Regions from separate parts of the Mus musculus genome. Here region 1 is linked to region 2. A link is a contact called in public promoter capture Hi-C data. All regions are on one chromosome and are shown on one strand. The core of a region is the stretch at or near the end of the contact, and the rest is flanking DNA. Distances in the headings are between cores, read along the strand shown.

Region 1 (6,816 bases), core at 3,644-6,143, 1.1 Mb after region 2:
GGTGTGTGTCACCCCAACTGGATACCTTGAATATTTCTTCCCAAGACTTTCACGTAGTTCTGATCCTCTAAAACTTCCAGGTCACTTTTCTCCAACTCACAGTCTGCCTTCTTTATTACTTTCTGGGGATTGACCAAAAGCTGAGCTTTCTCCTTCTTTAATTTAGTTCCTGTAAAAATACACAAAACCTTAGGACACAGGGGGTGTAAATTCTTTCTAAGTATTACATTGGAGTGATCCAGATGGCTGCTTGGTGGGTGGTTGGTGCACCACACCAGCCTAATGAAAGAACAGTGGAAGGAGAACCAATTCCAGAGAGTTGTCCTCTGACCACCATGTGCATATTACATGTATGACAGCAAACAAACCACACTAAACGCAGGGTCAGTACATAAAGTTGTGGGGGAAGTCAATGCTTTCTCTTTCATTAGAAGTACTAAGTCATGGGCTAGAGAGATGGCTCAGCAGGTGCTTAAGAGTGCTTGCTGCTCTAGCAGAGGTCCAGTTGCTAGCACCCACATGGTGGCTCATAAGTGCCTATAATTCTAGCCCTAGGGTATTCATTGCAATATGTTGTTCTGACCTCCGAGGGCACCAGGCACATATGTGGTATATGGACATATAGACAGGCAAAAACCCCATAAACATTAAGAAAAAATATATGGAACTAAATTAAATACACACTAAATTAAATACCCCTTGAACTCAGAGTTAATGAGTTGTTATTTTCTGCTACTACTAAGCATTTCATATTCGTTATGGTTTTATACTGACTTACAGTTAAATTTCAAAAGAAGCAAATTAAAAATCAGAGAAGTCTTACTAAGTGAATACTGTGTGTTATAATGTTTTTTTTTTTTTTTAAAGATTTATTTATTTATTATATGTAAGTACACTGTAGCTGTCTTCAGACACTCCAGAAGAGGGCGTCAGATCATGTTACAGATGGTTGTGAGCCACCATGTGGTTGCTGGGATTTGAACTTCGGACCTTCGGAAGAGCAGTCGGGTGCTCTTACCCACTGAGCCATCTCACCAGCCCGTGTTATAATGTTTTTAAGAACAACGTGATCCATAAGCATCTCTTCAACTGTACAATCATGCATACCTCCTTCTCTGTCCAGAATGTGACTAAGAACATCATCATCTCCCACAAACTGCACGCTTGGCACCTTGGTTTCCTTTAACTGCAGAGTGCTCATTGTGGCCAACCTAAACAAAGCCAGTAAGTCAGTGAGATGAAGGGGTCACACCAATGGTCAAGTTAATTAAACTTATTTGGGAAATGAACACACAATATTTAAACATTTTTTAAAGGGGATCATACTATGCATTATTCCATTTGTATGTCTCTCAATGATGGCCTGAAACTGGGACAGCCAAGCCCTTTCTTCCCCAGCTTGCTTTTGGTCAGAGTCTTTACCACAGCATCAGAAAACCAAACTGGGACATGCTCTCAGAAATCCTATTTTTACCTTTCCTTCAGAAAAACAGAACAAAAACAAATAACCCCCCAAAACAAACACCAAAAACCTAATGGTTATCTTTTACAACTTACTTATTACACAGATCATATTGCTAAATTTTTGTTTAATAACCAGCATAATTAAATGGCTTTTTCTTTTACCTTGTAAGGTGCTATGCATTCTGCAGCTTGAACATCCAGTGACCTGTAACTAGAAGTCAGTCAAGATCAGCTAGTAGGTGAAGGAAAGCACCCCTCCCAAAGTGAAGAGTTTTAACTAACAGCATGATGTGTAGATAATTATCCTCAAGAAGCTAAAGCTGCTATGGTGGCAAGAAGAGAACAAAAAAGTAATAGGCTAAAGAACGTCACACTGAGAAAACTGTCTAGACTGGTAAGAAGCAGGTTAGAGGAGAAAGCTAAGCACTCACTATGAATTTTGTTTTCTGCTGTAGTGTTGTTATGTAGCCAAGTTCAAACTTCTGCTTTTGCCTCTCAAGTGCTGGAATTAAAAGTGCCACCAAACCTAGCTCTTTACATGTATTCTCATTTAACCTTGGGAGCTCTAAGAGGTTATATTTTGTGGGGAAAAATAATAACTATTTCACTCACAGAGTCAGAACCATATCTAGCAAACCATACCCTTCTTGGGTCATTTCATAAATAATTTGAGTATATTAGACAAAATGTGTAATACATCTATATGATACCTATATGAAGAAACTTAACAATTTACACTTGAAAAACAGAGTTTTTGTTGTTTTAATACATTATGTAAGATACTATACCAGGCACCTTTAGATACCCCAGAAACCAAGTATGATTCAAGTACATTTTTGTGTATGTGTGCTATTACTCTACTTTATAAATAAGTAAACTTGTTGGTTAAATATTGAATGATTCACCAAAACTCACACAATTTAGAGACCCAGTTTTGACTGATTCTTAAATTCCTGATCAGTCGATTATATAGCTTGTTCCTTTTTCATTTATCTTGTAAAGTACTTCCTGCCACTGGATAAGAATCTTACCCTCTCTGAAAACTACTTATAACATGTCATCACAAAACAAAACATATAGCTTTGAACTTCCAGGCAATGAGAGGAGAGAAAGTGTGGGGGAGGGTCAGACTACAGAGAATATTATTATCTAATTTTCATTAGTAAAAGATAAATAATTCTTGAGAGTGAATTTTCAAGGACTCATAAAAATATTCTAGGTAACTAAATATTATCACAGGCCATTTCCCTAAGGGGGTTTATTGTGTACTTGTAAGTGCAGAGGTCAGAGGACAACCTCGGGAGTCAGTTGTCTTATTTTTTGAGACAGGGTCTCTCAATAGCCATGGACTTGTAGACTAGGCTGGTTGACCAGCAAGCCCTGGGAACCGCCTGTCTCTGCCTCCCTAAGACGGCAAGCTCCCTGCCACCATTTTTTTTTTTAAATGTAGGTTCTAGGGATTGAACTCAGGTTCTCATGCTTGCAAGGCAAGCACTTTACCAACTGAGCCATCTCTCTAATACCTGTTACATTTTCTTTTACTTTGTGTGTGTGTGTGTGTGTGTGTGTGTAACAATTATCTCATGAGTCCCAGACTGGTCTCCAACCATGTAGCCAAAGATAACTTTGAACTTCTGATTATGCCCCCACCTCCCATGTGCTAGATAGGTTACAGGCCTGTATCACTATCATTAGCATATGCAGTGCTGGGGTGGAGCTGTGGGCTTCCAGTGTGCTAAACCAAGCACTTCATCAACTGTATTACACCCCTAGTCCCTTAGTTTACTATTGTGAAGGTCTTACTTTATAATACAAGCCAGCTTTGAACTCATGACTTAGCAGCCTCAGTTTTAAGAGTAGTGGGATCATAGCTATGCCCCATTCCCAGATCTAGTATTTTAATCACTAGGTGAGCAGCCCTATATAGTCAAGGATAGCCACGAATCCTTGTTGTAAACGTGCTTAAACATTATGAGTGGTTTTTGCAAAATTTTCTGTAACTGTATTGTGATATTCTCAGCCACGAACTTTGTAAATGACAGCAACAAGGTATCCAAATGTCAAAAAGGCAGGGTATGCCTGTTCAGCCTCAAATGCATTTATACAACATCTCCGATTTTTAAGATATTTTATGTAATACAAACAAAATCACCTCAACTGAAATTCCTACCAAGACCTCCTAAGAGAATGTCCCCTTCTTTTCTGCAATTCCTCAGAAAAACACTACCTAACAGATACACAAGAAAACTGCAATCTGGGAGGCTGACTAGACAGCTCAGTGGCTAAAAGCACGTGTCCTGCAAGCGTCAGAATGGGAACTGAGATCCTTGTAGTCATTTAAAAGTTGAGGAGCACTCAGAACTGGGGAGGAGGAGAATGGGGTTCCCCGAGGCAAGCTGGTTAACCAACAAGGACCCGGTTAGAGTAAGACCCCGCCTCAGTTAAGAACGATCCAAAAAGACATCTAAAATTAACACACACTACCGGCACATATGCACCAACATCCACATGAATGCACATGCCCATAATCAACCAATGAAATGCAGATATCCACAGGGAGCATCTATAACGGATAGTGATTATCTGTAGGGCTAAAGGGTCAATTCTCTTCACAGTCAACTAACTACAAGGCAGCACCAAGTGTTGGCAGCCATGCACTTTCCTCTGGGAGTAAACACATTTTTCAAACCAAGCACTGCCCCAAGGAGACCTTTAGGGACACCCGGCCGGGACAACAGAACAGACTTCAGCAGTCGTTCCATCCCGCGATCCCTTGAGCTACATCCCTCCGAGTTCCTTCTCCTCTGGCAGAACACTGCCATTTTTGTTACAGTTCCTTTTCATTCTCTTCTCAAATAAAGGGCCGGGTTAGCCGGAAAGCAGGCACGGTCCGTGCAGGAGACTTCTCGCCACAGGACAGCCTTGGCTTTCGCAGACAGCGCCTCTCACCCAGGGGGGCTGCTCCCCAGCATCCTCCAGCCTGCGCCCGGCGGCCTCGTCATCTCCCGCCATGGTGGGCGAGCGGCAAGGCCACGGGTGTCGGGGGAAGCGCGCAGTGAGCCGCGGCTGCAGCAGGGCGCACTGGGACTCACCTCTCGAGTCCGAGCCGGCGGGAGGGAGAACGGCCGCGAGGCTCACTTGAGCCGCCAGCCAGGACTCCCGCCGCCGCGGAACACCCCAGAACGGCCCGGGGAGGCCAGCGTCTAGGGAAAGAGTCGACCGGTCCAAGCCGAACCTGCGCGCCCAGCAGGGCAAGGGAGCTGCGCGCAGCACACTGAATCCCCGGCCGCCGGTGGGCGGTGCCCTAAGAAACCAATGGGGAGCCGAGCCGCCCAGAGCGACGGCGCCGCAAGCCCGTTGACTCGGGCCATAGGCCCTCGCTCAGTCGGAAAACAGATCCCCCAACCAATAGTGGGTTCCCGGGCTTTCCTCATCTCTTCAGTTTCCGTTTCCGGGGGAAGGGACCGTGCGCGGAGCACGCCGGATCTCTGGAGAGACAAGTGTGTGCTAGCTGTCTGGAAGTTAAGGGCAGCGTCCCCGGTTGTACGGTTGGTTGGTGTTTTATGTCAATCTTAATATTGTTAGTCTAGCTGCTCTGAGGAAAAAAAAAAAAAAAAAAAAAAGATAATGAAGATGGATTCGCTTGAGGAACAGCGAATACCTGCTCGCATATGATGCAAAGGGATCTCAAGGGTTTGAGGGAGGGCGGAGCCAGAGCATGAACAAGAAAATAGGACCATACAACTAATGAAATAAAGACACGAAAAGGGGGCTTATACAGAGGAAATGAGAAGGAAAACGAGTGAATCTGGCTGGGATACATGAAAATATTTGTTTACTAACAGGACTACGTCATTTGGATTCGCTTATTCCGAACTTATCATACTTAGAACCAACAGTAAGAATACAATACTCAAGTAGAGGCACCTCTGAATAACTGAGCTTCTGGGTAATTGAACGAGAAGAAACTGAACATACAGTCTTGGGGAAAGTGCTAGAATAAGGCAGCTGAATACTTACTCATTCTTGCCAATGGATATAAACACACTGGCTATAAATGTGATGCCTAGAGAGCACAAATCCCAAAGTTCCAACCTTTGTATCATTTCATTGAGCTCTGAAAATCAAGCTCACAACTTGGGTTTGGTTCACTATCTTAACACCACCTTGTGGTTAGGTTTTTGTTTTTAACCATATCAAGGACCGTCCGGGGCTAGGCTGGTAACTGGGCTTCCAGGTGACCTGCCGGTGGTTTGCTTCTAGGTCTCATCAGAGCTACCTGGTGGCAAACTTCTATTGCACATGCATTGCGTTATTTCAAGTCATACAAAATGGTTTCCAAGTTACAGAGAATGATTTTTAAGTTATGTTCCTAACAGCAGGGCACAGGATTATATAATTATAAGACCAGAAGGAATCAGGAACACTTTCCTTAAAGGAAGAGATATGAAAACTAAGGCCTGAATTGATTTGAATTTTCTAGGAAGAAAAGCAAAATGAAAATAGATGAATAAAGTGTCAAAGTGTCAGATATTATGAATTACAAGTTGGTACTTAAGGGACTGGCCACATTTGTATTGAAAGATTATCTGTGGAATATAATAGTGGGAAGGAAGAAATGGAGTCAGACTTTTTGGGAGCTGTTTAGAACAGTGGTTCTCAATCTTCTAATGCTGGACCCTTTAACACTTCCTCATGTTGTGGTAACCCCTGATCATAACGTTTTTGTTTGTTTCTTTTTGCTACTTCATAACTGTAATTTTACTACTGTTATGAATCATAAATGTAAATATTTCTGGAGATAGGGGTTAGCCAAAGGGGTTATACTTCACAGGTTGAGAACCACTGGTTTAAAGATTCCAATTGAGAAATGTGAGGATACTTTACATACATCCGTATTTCACTTTTGTTGGACAAATTATTTAATCCGGACCCAAATTACTACCCACCTTTGATCATTTAGTTTCCGGATAAAACATACACACAACCTTTATAAACCTTAAACAGCACAAGAGCTGGGCAGATACCTACCCTCTATGCTATTAGAATCTATTTTCCTATAGATAACCCAAGTTATTACTTACTATGTTTCATCAATAGGAGGGAATTCATGCCAGGTACTGTTGAAGGGCCACAACTTGACAAGACAGACTCCATCTTGTAACCAGACCTCCATTTTATACACTAGGCCCTGTTCTCGGTTAAACTCTAATTTATTAAAAAACAAACAAACAAACAAACAAACAAAAAAACAGCTGGGTATGGTGGTGCACACCTTTGATCCCAGCACTCGGGAGGCAGAGGCAGGCGGATTTCTGAGTTCGAGGCCAGCCTGGTCTACAAAGTGAGTTC
Region 2 (6,613 bases), core at 2,454-4,953:
GTATCTTTGCAAGTTTTTGGTCAACAGTTAAAAAAACTTATTTCCCATCATCAATATTTAATCATCTACAATATTCTAGAATTTCCAGAAAACATTCTCAGAACTGCTAGCTCACGGGACTATAAAATATAAGTCTTCTCACTAGAATTGTTTTCAGTCCTTATCACCTTTGGACTGAAGACACATAATTAAAGTATTGTTTTAAAGGTAACTTTTCCACTCTCCACAACTCCTAACAGGCTTGTTTGTTGCTTTTTTTTTTTTTTTTAACTTTAGGGTTGTTTTTAAATAATCATTTCTCACTTCTGTTGAATTCTGTATGTTTGATTCAGTCTCTCTATGTAGCCCTGGCTAGCCTAGAACTCACTATGTAGACCAAGTTGGCCACAAAAATCACAGAAACCCAACTGCCTCTTCCCAACACCCTCTTTGTTTTTCTTGTATTACTTTAGATCGTAAAATATTAATCTGATTCCCCTAAGGCCAGCTATCTTATCACATTCTTCCAGATCATACTCACTCATCCTCTACACAGCCAATTAATTTCTTAAGTACTATTCCTATATTTCTCTTATCCAAAGTACCCCAAACACACATTTGCTTTTTTCTTTTTAAAAAAACGAAACAAAAAAACCCAATGTTTTCTTTTTACAAGTTTAAAACATATACTTTGAAATTCATTGCTATTAGTTTTCACATGTCATTCTTTGTTATAGCTTATATATCAAAGAATGAGTAATAATTTATCTAATTACACTCCCATGTATAGTTTACTTCTTAATATTTTTGTTTTTTTTTTTTAAGATTTATTTATTTATTATATGTAAGTACACTGTAGCTGTCTTCAGATGCACCAGAAGAGGGCATCAGATCTCTGTTACAGGTGGTTGTGAGCCACCATGTGGTTGCTGGGATTTGAACTTCGAACCTTTGGAAGAGCAGTCGGGTGCTCTTACCCCCTGAGCCATCTCACCAGCCCATAGTTTACTTCTAATAACTACTAGTATAATAGAATCCTATAGATACTGTCATATATTTAGAGAAATCTCTGCATAAATTCTTAAATACAAAATTGCTGGGCTAGAGAGATGGCTCAGTGGTTAAGAGCACTGACTGCTCTTCCAGAGGTCCTGAGTTCTATTCCCAGCAACCACATGGTGGCTCACAACCATTTGTAATAATGGGATTGGATGCTCTCTTCTGGTGTGTCTGAAGACAGATACAGTGTACTCATGTACATAAAAATAAATAAATCTTTAAAAAAAAAAAGAACCAAATAAATAAATATGAAATTGCTATAAGCCCAGTGACACACACGTAAGTAGGAGAGAGGTCTGTTGACAAGGAGTGCAATAGGAGAGGGTGGGGTGAGACTGAGTGATAGGAGTGAAAATGAGCAAAATTCATTATTTTCTGTATGGAACTGTCACTGAATTAAAAATCGCTCTGTTATAAAGTAAACATGTAGTTTGTAAGCCATATCAAGAGTTAAATCACTTGGTATAAACCAGTTGGCTGCTATGTCAATACACCCTCACCAAGGGCGAATTATCAAAGCTTCTTAACGATGGGCAACATATGTGGTCAAGAATTAGTTATCTCAGTACAGGAATGAATGACATGACTACTGATGAAAAACTGTTTTTTTTTGTTGATTTGCTTTGTTCCACTTCTAGCAGACTTACAGCAACTGAGGTGAGGTAGGAAGACAGGGAAATTTAAGGACATGGGATAGAAAGGTCCTCACCCTGCAGTCTAAAGTCTCTCACCAGCTGAGAGGTAAGAATTCAGCACAACTAGTCAGGATGTAATGGCACATACCTTTAATCCCAGCACTAGGGAGGCAGGTGGGTCTCTGTGAGCTTGAGACAGCCTGATCTACAGATCAGAATACCAGGGCAAGTAGGGCTACACAGAGATACCCTGTCTCCATAATAATAATAATTCCAGCACAATTAAAAAATCTTGCTGGGAGGTGGCCTACATGGAGGTATTTCTTTTTATAAGTAAGAATATTATAATAGTAACAAATCATGTCTAAGGCCAAAACGCATATGACCAGGTACGGCTTATCACCTTTCCTGTAAGATAGTTATTTTCTAGGATTCTCATGAGCAAGATTAAAGCTCCACCAGCAGTAAAAGACTTGTCTTTTTATATTTTGGGGGTTTTTTTGGTTTTGTTTCTTCTTTGTTTGTTTTTGAGACAAGATTTCTCCATGAAGCCCTGGCTGTCCTGGGACTTGCTCTGTAGATCAGGTTGGCCTGGAACTCAGAGATCTGCCTGCCTCTGCCTCCTGAATGTTGGGATTAAAAGCATGTGCCACCACTGACCTGTAAAAAAAGACACATCTTAACCTCCTTGTGCAATGTTAGTGAACCATGGTTTTACCTGATCAAACTATAGTATTAGCCCAAAGCATCTCTCTTGAAACATGAACTACAACTTCTTAGTAAACTTAAACTCTGCCTTATATTGACTCAATTAGAAATTCTTCTAGGGTCATCAGTAATCCTGTCTTCTCAAAGGAACACTTCAGGCTGCTCCAGCAGCATAGCGTAGCTGTAGCTACAGATCCTATCTTACTACCACTAATATACTTCAGAGACTTTTTCCCTTAGAATAATCGCCAGAATCCTTACTCTGTTATTCTGATACTTGGACTTTCTTGAAAAGTCCTGAGAGCAAACTTATTTTCTTTTCTTAAATCTAACTGCTTTCTGCTACTTCTTTCTTTAAAAACTAAAGGGAGCCGGGCGGTGGTGGCGCACGCCTTTAGTCTCAGCACTTCGGAGGCTGAGGCAGGCGGATTTATGAGTTCGAGGCCAGCCTTGTCTACAGAGTGAGTTCCAGGACAGCAAGAGCTATACAGTGAAACCCTGTCTCGGAAAAAACAAAACAACAAAACAAAACTAAAGGGCTTAATCCTTAATTATGATTCTGGCTTAAATCAAGGAATGACTTGTACCAGAGGAAACCTACGAGACGATTTCCATTGGTTTCCCTGTTGCAATCCTTCATTAGACTGAAATATCGAGTTTCAAAAATCTAATATCTCGAAATACTCCAGGGGCTGTTAGGACCAAGCAAGAGAAGGGCGAGGGATCCTGAACTAGACTTTAGGAAAAACTCCATAGAAAGGGAGCACGTGAGGTCAGAAAGCCACACGCGCGACCTCTCAGTGAGCTTCGTGCCACCCAGCTTTCTCCGGTCATCCTGCTCCCCAAAAATGTGGGGCCGTTTCTCTCCGGGGCTTTGAATTCCCGAGCAGGGCTACAGGTCCCTTCCGCTCACTCCCTTGACAGCAGAGCGCCTTCTCTTCCCCCGAACAATCTCTGGGTTGCAGGAGAGCAGATGGGCCGCCAGAAGGTACCGGGGTGTCTCCCCTGCCTTTCCGCGGCGGGCCTCCTCACCTGTGGATAAAGATGCTCCATGAACTGCTCCCGGGAGACGCCCCGCAGCCGGGGTACCGGAAGACGCTGCTCAGCCATGGTGAAATTCACAGGCCTGGGAATTTGGACGAGTTCTTCCACGCGTGATTTCCCCTGGAAACACTACTCCGGAAGAAATGGTCCGCGTAGGTGACTGACCCCAGAGGGCGGCGGCTGGTTCGAAGTGCGCACGGCGGGGAGCCCGAGGGCTTCGGCCTGGGCTGAGGGCTAACACAGCCGAAATGAGAGGACTCACCCGAGGCGGCGGCAGCGAGGCGGCCTTGGCTCCACTTCTCCAACCCCGGCGAGCTGGTTTCCCTCCGGCCTGCTTTCAGTACTGCACAGGCATGCAGAGGTGAAAGGTCACAAACATGGCGCTGGCCGCCCGTCTCCTACCTCTGCCCCTGCTTTCCCGGCCGCTGCCCGGCCCGGTCACCCGACTCCGGACTCTCGGTAGCACCGAGGTGAGGCTGACGCTGACTGAAATTTGCTGCCTGTGCCGCCGTCGCCTGGGCTCAAGCGCGGCTCCGATCCCTCGCTACACTCGGGCCTGGACAAGCCCTGCGTTGCGTTCCTGGAGCTCCCGAAGATCCCTTCTCGGCCGGGTAGAACATCCTCCAGCCCTCGCTTCTTTACCCGCTAGTCCCAGCCGCAGCTACAGCACCGAGGAGCAGCCCCAGCAACGCCAGAGAACCAGAATGATCATTCTGGGATTTTCCAATCCCATCAACTGGGTCCGGACTCGAATTTACGCCTTCCTTATTTGGGCCTATTTCGACAAAGAGTTCAGTATCGCTGAGTTCTCTGAAGGGGCGAAGCAGGTTTGTTTGCTCCCCTAACTGACCTCTCTGCCTCGTGCATTCAGCGTTTCCGTGATCAAGTGTTTAGCCATGAAGTTTCTTCATTGCGACCCGTGGTATCCAACGATGGTAGTGACCTAGACACTGAATCTTTCGGCCACTTCAGGACTTTAATAAGCTTCTAAGTGTGTTCGCATGGTCGTCAGGGAGGAGGGGTTCATTCAAGAAACTAGGATGAAGGCCTAAGTTCAAAGCCTGTTTGTCAGTGCCACTCTAAAATTAGTTAATCCTTTGGGTATGATTTTTCCAGAATTAGAAGATTAGAGAAGACAGTGCCTGGCACACATAGTAGGCACTTCATAAGTATTTGTTAAGTAAATCGAATGGAGTAAGTTATGGTGAGGAATAAGATAACACTGCCAAAGTAATAACATATCATTTCAGGTACAAAGGCAGTTTCCTACCAGCTGTTTGACAGATCTGAATTGCCTTCTGCATTCTCTACCTATATATTCTGTCAAGGATAAGAGTTTGCTGAGGCTGCTGGTCTACTTAGTGTCCAGGTCTAGCACACTGGTGATTCCTAGCTCTGACTTTGCCCATCGTGACCTTTCTGAATAGCAAGTGATGTTGCCTTAACAATGGTCACTTTGAATCTCAAGATCATTGACACAGTTTGTGTGTACATGCTTTTCTTTCCAGGAAGACTTTTTAAATCTCCTTTCATTTTCTTAGGTTGTCAGTCCCTAGCATTTCAAAACTGTTGATTAATACAAAGGTAGAAGTCATAGTTTATTCTCCAGTTCATACTGGAATAGACCATCAGGATAATAATTTAACAACATTGACTATATGCTGGTATTTTTAATTTTACTTCTGACTTATTCAGATTTTCCCCAATTCCTAGCCATTTATACCCAACTCATGTAGTTGTAAATGAGTTCTCAACTTCGTGTAATCTGGGGCAGTATTAACTCCTGTCTCCCTGGGTCCACTCTTAGCTAATATATATGTTTGCTCAAAAATAAAAGTGAGCAAGCTTGAGTGATAATGCCTACCTAAGTATGAAGATAGGGTGAATTTGCTAGTCTGTTCTCTGTGTCAGTTGTGCACAGAGGGGTAAAATGGTGGGATCCTACTCCTTACTCTGCAGTGTCCACACATGAGTCTGCTCCATCACCCATACATAACTACACTAGTTCAGGAATGGAAATCATCATATGACGTCAAATTGAAAAGGCCTCTTGTCCAATCCTTGTTTAGACACGATGAACCCAGGTGTGCTGGCGAGATGGTTCAGTGGCTAAAGAACATCTTTCAGAGATCCTAAGTTCCATTTCTAGCACCTACAAGGTACCTCATAACTAACTCTAGTGTGGAGAGGATCTTACCAGGGTAGCCTCATTATTCATTATTACATTTTAGAGCAGTTTGCTCAGGTATGATCTTGACCAACCAAAGTAGAGACGAGGGTTCTGCATAACGGTTATAGTTCCTAATATCTGGATTATCATTCATGCTGCATGTGAGAGCTTTCCAAACATAGGAGATCCCTGCCCCAGAGTGTTCAGGGAGACCTTGAATTTGGGTATGTGCATGTTCTCAAAAGTCATCTGCATTGAATTGTGGTTGTTTGCTAGGGCTATTATAGAGGGTGTCTCAGACTAAACAGCTTAAACAGAAATATTCCAATATCTAGAGATGAGAAGTTTGCCTTCTCCTCAGGCCGCTACATTTGTTTATGTCTGGCATCTCTAAACATTTCCTCCTGTCATAAAGGTACTGATGATACACTAACCAGCTTTTTATTATTATTATTATTTAATCACTTCTTTAAAGGTGTTGTCTCCAAATAATATCATATCCCAAGGTCTTAGAGTTTAGGGCTTTACCATGACCATGGCAGAGAGACAGTTCAGCTAGTAATCATTTGCAGTTCTCTGTTGCACGTGCTCGCTTTTCTCCAGCCAGTAGTCAGGTTTCAGCTACTTCCTTTATGGAACCTCTGTGGTCCTCCAAGATTAGATAGTTCTCTCTTATATCTTAAATTCTTGAACTTGTTGGCTAACATGTCTTCTCTCAGCTGGCTTAAAGCTCCTGAAATACAAGTGGGATCTGAATGTATCAGCTTTTTCTCATTGCTGAGTGTGGAGAATTGTGGATTCTCTTCCCCCTTCTTAAAATAAGACCTTATACCTCAGGTTGAGAGTCACTGTCTTAGATCATAAGCTATTTCTCCTTTCTCCCACTTTTCTAAACCTAACATATATCTTAGAGAGGTTCTGTCTATAATCCAGATCTCCAGACTTCAAGTACAATCTAGACTCCAGAGTGTTTTACTTTCTAATTGCTGTCTGTAAATGATTAAGAGGTATATCATAG

What was found. Promoter capture Hi-C pulls out the DNA fragments that hold promoters and counts their contacts.
Region 1: a contact with region 2 is called in a promoter capture Hi-C map of the HPC-7 cell line. The contact joins the promoter of Orc2 here to the promoter of Tyw5 in region 2. A contact is called at or near these places in 4 of 39 promoter capture datasets (the HPC-7 cell line, cranial neural crest, embryonic stem cells and 1 more), 1 of 484 Hi-C or Micro-C datasets (CD8 T cells), 2 of 115 datasets of contacts at active chromatin or transcription factors (large pre-B cells and pro-B cells) and 1 of 9 other capture datasets (adipose tissue).

Annotation. Positions count from the first base shown.
Region 1 is chr1:58,500,216-58,507,031 of GRCm38.p6, forward strand. It overlaps Orc2 (origin recognition complex, subunit 2), which reads right to left and starts at 4,894. Exons shown (of 18, transcript NM_008765.3): 1 at 4,557-4,894; 2 at 1,627-1,675; 3 at 1,108-1,211; 4 at 26-169. The coding sequence starts at 1,201. Gm15834 (a long non-coding RNA gene) reads left to right here and starts at 4,901. Exons shown (of 4, transcript XR_865442.3): 1 at 4,901-6,816.
Region 2 is chr1:57,402,971-57,409,583 of GRCm38.p6, forward strand. Tyw5 (tRNA-yW synthesizing protein 5) reads right to left here and starts at 3,704. Exons shown (of 8, transcript NM_001037742.2): 1 at 3,414-3,704. The coding sequence starts at 3,491. Maip1 (matrix AAA peptidase interacting protein 1) reads left to right here and starts at 3,296. Exons shown (of 5, transcript NM_001081181.3): 1 at 3,296-4,252. The coding sequence starts at 3,803.